Linked DNA regions of Zea mays: region 2 is linked to region 1. Evidence: chromatin contacts called from public Hi-C data. All regions are on one chromosome and are shown on one strand. Each heading gives the region's core, a stretch centred on a gene start, on an enhancer-like site or on the middle of the called end of the contact. The rest is flanking DNA. Distances are from core to core; before and after follow the strand shown. Region 1 holds the start of LOC103644037 (probable protein phosphatase 2C 34). Region 2 holds the start of LOC103644045.

Region 1 (2,598 bases), core at 53-2,552:
CCTGGTCCCCTTGCACACGCTGGGATCTCTAATAGTATAATAGATTAATAGTATAGTTTTGTTACAGACTTATAATGCAACCAAGTAATATATGTTAACTCGCAAACAAACTACTCTATAAATTGTAACGCTGACACGCCAAACAAGCAACCAAATATAAGAGTTTTTAATAAACAAGCAGATATGTTTCCCCCCAAATTCTATCACAGGCGCACCAAAGCAATGAAATCAAATGGGATGGCTAACTGATAGCGTTCTCACCTGAATTATCCCCTTCACCCTCCACGCTCCCCTGGCGTGTACCACGATCTGCGCGTCGTCCGGGTTGAGCGCCGCGAGCTCCCGCCGCACCTCCTCGGACGCCGCGTTGTGCTCGGCGGACAGACGCTCGGCGACGGCCGCCCCGCCGCCGCCGCCGCCCACTCGACGGCCGAGCACGGCGCGGGAGTCCCCGAGGTTGGCCACGTATAGCGTATCCCCGGAGATGGCCCCGAGCAGGCAGCACGAGCCCACGGCAGCCAGGCGTGGGCGCCTCGCCCACTCCTGCCTCACCTGCCTGTGGAACTCCTCCTCGGCCGCGCCGAACGCGCTCCGGATCGCCTCCGCGCTGATGCCCCCCTGCTCCCTCGCGAAGCCTGGCACATGGAACGAACTCTCATCAGAGTCAGCCGTGGAACGATCAAGACGACAGAACCCAGAAAAAGGAGAAGGCGGGATACTAGCAAGCAGTCAATCAAACGCACGTTGGACATGGGGGAAGAGCCCGGACCGCAGGAACCGGGAGGCGTCGACCCCGCCGTGCCCGTCGTAGACGCCGACGAGCGTGGCGGACGGGGAGGCCAGCACCTGCGCCTGGTCCTCCATGGTGAGGTTGGCCTGCGCCGCGGCCATGGAGAACTCCCCCGCCGCGTGCGGCCGCAGCTCCGTCTGCCACAGCATCCCGTCCGCCGCCGCCGCGCCCGGCGGCCAGTGGCCGCAGCACCTCGCCACCGCCCTCAACATCTCTTCCGCTCAGCAGCCGTACAGCAAAAAATATCGGATCTTTCCTCTGTACTGTATATCTCCAACTCCACACACATACGCGAGATCGCTGGTTGTTCTCGTCTCTCTCTCTGTCTCCCTCGCTCAGTGTGTACTCGAACGGGGCGGGCTGGTTGGAATCAGGAATGGGGGAATTGTTTGGCGGTGGGGTTAGGTTAGGTAGCAGCTCACGACGCTTTGGTGCGGCGAAAGCGCGTGTGGGGTGAGCTGCAGTCGGGGTGGGGGGAAGAGGCGCGCGGGGTCTACGGTGGTTATCCCGTGAGGTGTGTCGCTTTATAGGATATTGGATGGTTTAATTTGCCGTTCGTTGGGGTTTTTTTTTCTCCCGTCCGTGTCCGGTTTACAAGTACAGACAGGTGTGCGTGGACCGGTTTTTTTGTGATAGGTTGTGGCATCTATCGCTGCAGGAGATCGAGGACAGTAGGAGTAACTTGACGCCCTTTTTTCTAATGTGACTGCGTGTGCGTGACTAGGTGTACTGATCCATAGTAGTACAAGAGAACACGGTAACTTGATTCCTTATCCTAAACGTCAGCCAGACTCCGTGACACATGGACAAGTGCTTCTTCATAGATCATCCAGTTGCTGTACTTTACCACATGCACATGTGCAACACCGCGTGGCATATGGACTACGGAAGAGCGCTCGCCTTGCCTACTACTCTAGGTCGCCGGCATCGGGCACGAGGAGCTTGTCAGCCCGGGCGAGCCCTGCATTAAACAAACCGCCCGCGGCGCGGCTGGTCTTCCAGAAAATCCGGCGAGTGATCGTGTCCCGACGGTGATAAGCGGACTTTTTTTTTGTTTTGCGGCGCCCGTCTGATAGCCGAGCCCGAGTCCGTGGCAAAGCAGATAACCGTATCCGGAAGCGGACGCCGAGGACGGAGCCCACCCGGCAGCTGCTTGCTGTACATGTGCGACGACGCTTTCCAGAAAAGGGGGGAAAAAAAGGCAAAGCGGCGGCAGAAATATCAGCTGACGCGGGGCTGCTGGTGCTGCCCTGCCCCGTGACCGACGAAGCCGGCAAGCGGGGCCCCGTCCGGCCGACCCGCGTCCCGACTCCCGCGCGAGCTGGCAGCACGATGGAAGAAGCCTGTGAAAGCTCAAAGCTGAGAACGCACGTGACAGCGGACCAAACTGCTTCGACAGTCCTAGGATAGGATCCTAGGAGTCCAGTCTGTCTAGTCCACCTGTCAAGTGTCAACTGTGTGCGGTGAACCTGACACTGGCGGGTGGTCTGTGGGGGACGATCCAACATCTCATATTCTCACACGTCCGCCGATCGAGAACGTCCTAGAAACACAGCTCATTCCTACCCCGTGAACTGTGGTCGGCGATCGATCCGTCCCGTCGAGCAGTGAATTGAATGCATTCCCTGCCGGCTGCCAAGTGCCGCCAGCAGCGTCGCAGCTCACGGGGTCCAAGCCAAGGAAGGAGGGCACTTTTACAGTTATTAGGACATACGTGCGTGCTGCGAGCAGGCTACGATCGCATACATTCACTCCGTGCCTCGAACAAGGCAGCCTAGTCACGTACAGTACGTGACCAAGTCGGCGTG
Region 2 (2,598 bases), core at 60-2,559, 520 kb after region 1:
AGTTCCTTTGTGAGTGCGTGCTTGCAACGTGCCAACGTTGCGTCGTCGACTCGTCGCCGTGCAGTGATGGATGGAAAAGAAAAAGAAAAAAAAGCGAGCGGACGCCGATTTGGGGGGGTCCGATTCGTTTGGATCGTGAGTCGGCGCCGATGATGCAATGCAAGCTGATGACCACTAGTCCACTACAACAAACAAAGGCAGCAACCCAAGCTCGCCATGGAATCTTTTTTTTTTGAGCCTCTCTGGATAATCTTCGCGGGCTGCCTGAGCCCATGCCCATTCGTGTCGTGGAGTAGTGCTTACGGGGGGGGGGGGGGGGGGGGGGTGTCTCGTCCTCTACCTTTTATAAACTCACGAAACTAACAACACACAGTACTACACAACAACAGCCACATATTTTAGGCCATGCTCTAAAGAGTTAATTGTTAATCGACTAATAAGTTGTGTTGCAACAGCTAACAATTAAGTTGATCTATTTAGTTGAAATGTTCTAAATATTCCAGCTAACTTTAGCTGCTAACACTTACTTTGAGAGGTTTGAAACGTGACCTTAATTGATTCATTCTCCTATTGTGATTTTAGTAGAAAGTTTAAACACGGATCTAATCCATAGATTTATATAGATAAGTATGACATATGTGATCGTTTGTTAGCATAATTAATTTTCCTATAACCAACTGGTAATGCATAATTAGGACGAACCCACAAGCATAAAGACGGAAAGAGGAATAAACTAAGGACCGGCGTTGTGTGTTGAGCACATCGGAGGCGCTGTTATGTGAATCAGTCGACATGCATGATCGAGTGACGACCAAGAACTACACCAGGAGGGCACTATTCTGCGCATCGGTCAACATGATCGGGTGGTGACCAAGAACAACACCATAAAGATGAAGCAGTCGCGACATTTTACTTTCCCCACATTTTACTTATTAATAGCTAACCACTAGAACACACTATTTAAGCTGATTAAATTTTCTTCCAGTTAGCAATCTAGGGTTAATATTCTAATGACACTATTTTCTGCGGGAATGAAATGTCCACGGCCAGGCGCATGAGCATGGAAGGCCGGGGAAGGCAAAAATTGGGAACCAAAACCAAGGCCACCCCTCGCCACTCATTTTTCCGATTTTCCGCGGAGCAGGTTTGCTCACGCGGCGGCAGCCCGCTGGGTGCCAGCGCCAGGAGCCCAAGGGAACCCGCGCGGAAGCCGCACGAGCCGCGGACAGCGACCAACCCGTGCTGCTCGCGCGTCCAAATCGGACGACAGCGCCGATCGAAAAGCCCCGGATCGCACGCGCATCTCTCCCTTGTCCCCCACGGCCCCACTCCCCCTTCCCACGCCCACGCGCCGGCGCCGCTACCGCCTCGCCTATAAAAGGTCCCGGCCGTGCCCGGCCTCGGTTAATTCAGGCTATCATCCAGTCATCCATCAGCAGGAGGCGGGGAGAGTGACTTGGCCGTGGCCCGGGGGAGGGGGAGAGTGAGAGCTGCCAAGGATCGCATCGAAGGAAGCTAGGAGATCATCCAGCCGCCGGCAAGAAATTAGGCAGCAGCAGTACGTCGAGGAAGATGTGCATGGACCGAGCTGCCGTGCCGGTGAAGAGGGTCTGGCTCGGCATCGCCGCGCGCCTCGGCCTCCGCCGAAAGACCGGTACGTACGTACGTCTGCTATATTAGCTGCCTCGATCGCTCTGTGCGATCTCCTCCGTTCCCTCCCTCTCGGCCGTCGACCGTCGTCGCCAGTTATTGGCGGCGTCTGTAGTCTGTACTGGCACGCCTTTGTTGGTCGTCCCTAGCTCACCGACGTATATACGCATGAATGCAGGCCTGGGGAAGCTGCGGAAGGAGGTGCGGACGTGCGAGTACCGCGACGTGCACGTCATGTGGGAGATGCTGCGGGCGACGGACGGGCTGGTGCCGCTGGCGGAGAAGGAGGCCGCCGCGGCCGCGGCCGTCGCGGCCGCCGTCGGCGCCAGGAAGCGCAAGAACGCGTGGAGGCGCTTCGTCTACTACTGCTGCGCGTTCTGAGATCGATCAGTCTGCTGGTGATCCTAGCTCGCTATAGCTCCTGAAAGATCCAAGGTCGCGAGGTTCATGAACTCGCGCGTGACCAAAAAATCTTCAGCGCGTGACCGGGGTTGTCGTCGCTCGTCAGGAGACACGAGAGTACGAGACTGTCCTGTCCCCGGGATAAGATTGACTGATTGAGAGACGATCGTTCGTTCCAGCGAGAGAGCATGTGTACATAGGAAGAGATATTTGAAGCGCATATACAAAAGCTTTGATCGAAATTTGATCGAAGTGTACCCAAAAAAAAAACTTCAAATCAAAAAAGGCTTTTGTTTCGATCTGTGTCAGTGCAAATGAAACCATCTTCGGAAAAAAAGATACTACTACTCACACTAGCAAGTGGTTTTCAGAGTTGTACGCACTTCACTTGACGAGTTCGTTGCCTTTGTTAATTAAATCAATTCGATCGTTGACGAGAGGCGGAGGTACAGGTGTATCATGGTATGCATGAAGCTAGAGTACAACTGGGAACCATTGGAAGTGAGCGTGTGAAGGCGAGGAGAGCACGTAGCCAAGTGGGTCTGG

The links. A called contact is a pair of places that touch in the nucleus more often than the background predicts.
Region 2: a Hi-C map of endosperm shows a contact between it and region 1, with 5 times the contacts expected there. The contact joins the promoter of LOC103644045 here to the promoter of LOC103644037 in region 1. A contact is called at or near these places in 5 of 25 Hi-C or Micro-C datasets (bundle sheath, ear, endosperm and 2 more).

Annotation. Positions count from the first base shown.
Region 1 is chr1:285,865,670-285,868,267 of Zm-B73-REFERENCE-NAM-5.0, forward strand. LOC103644037 (probable protein phosphatase 2C 34) reads right to left here and starts at 1,303. Exons shown (of 4, transcript XM_008667229.3): 1 at 744-1,303; 2 at 262-635. The coding sequence starts at 1,002.
Region 2 is chr1:286,384,358-286,386,955 of Zm-B73-REFERENCE-NAM-5.0, forward strand. It overlaps LOC103644045, which reads left to right and starts at 1,310. Exons shown (of 2, transcript XM_008667247.4): 1 at 1,310-1,654; 2 at 1,829-2,353. The coding sequence starts at 1,573. The coding sequence ends at 2,031.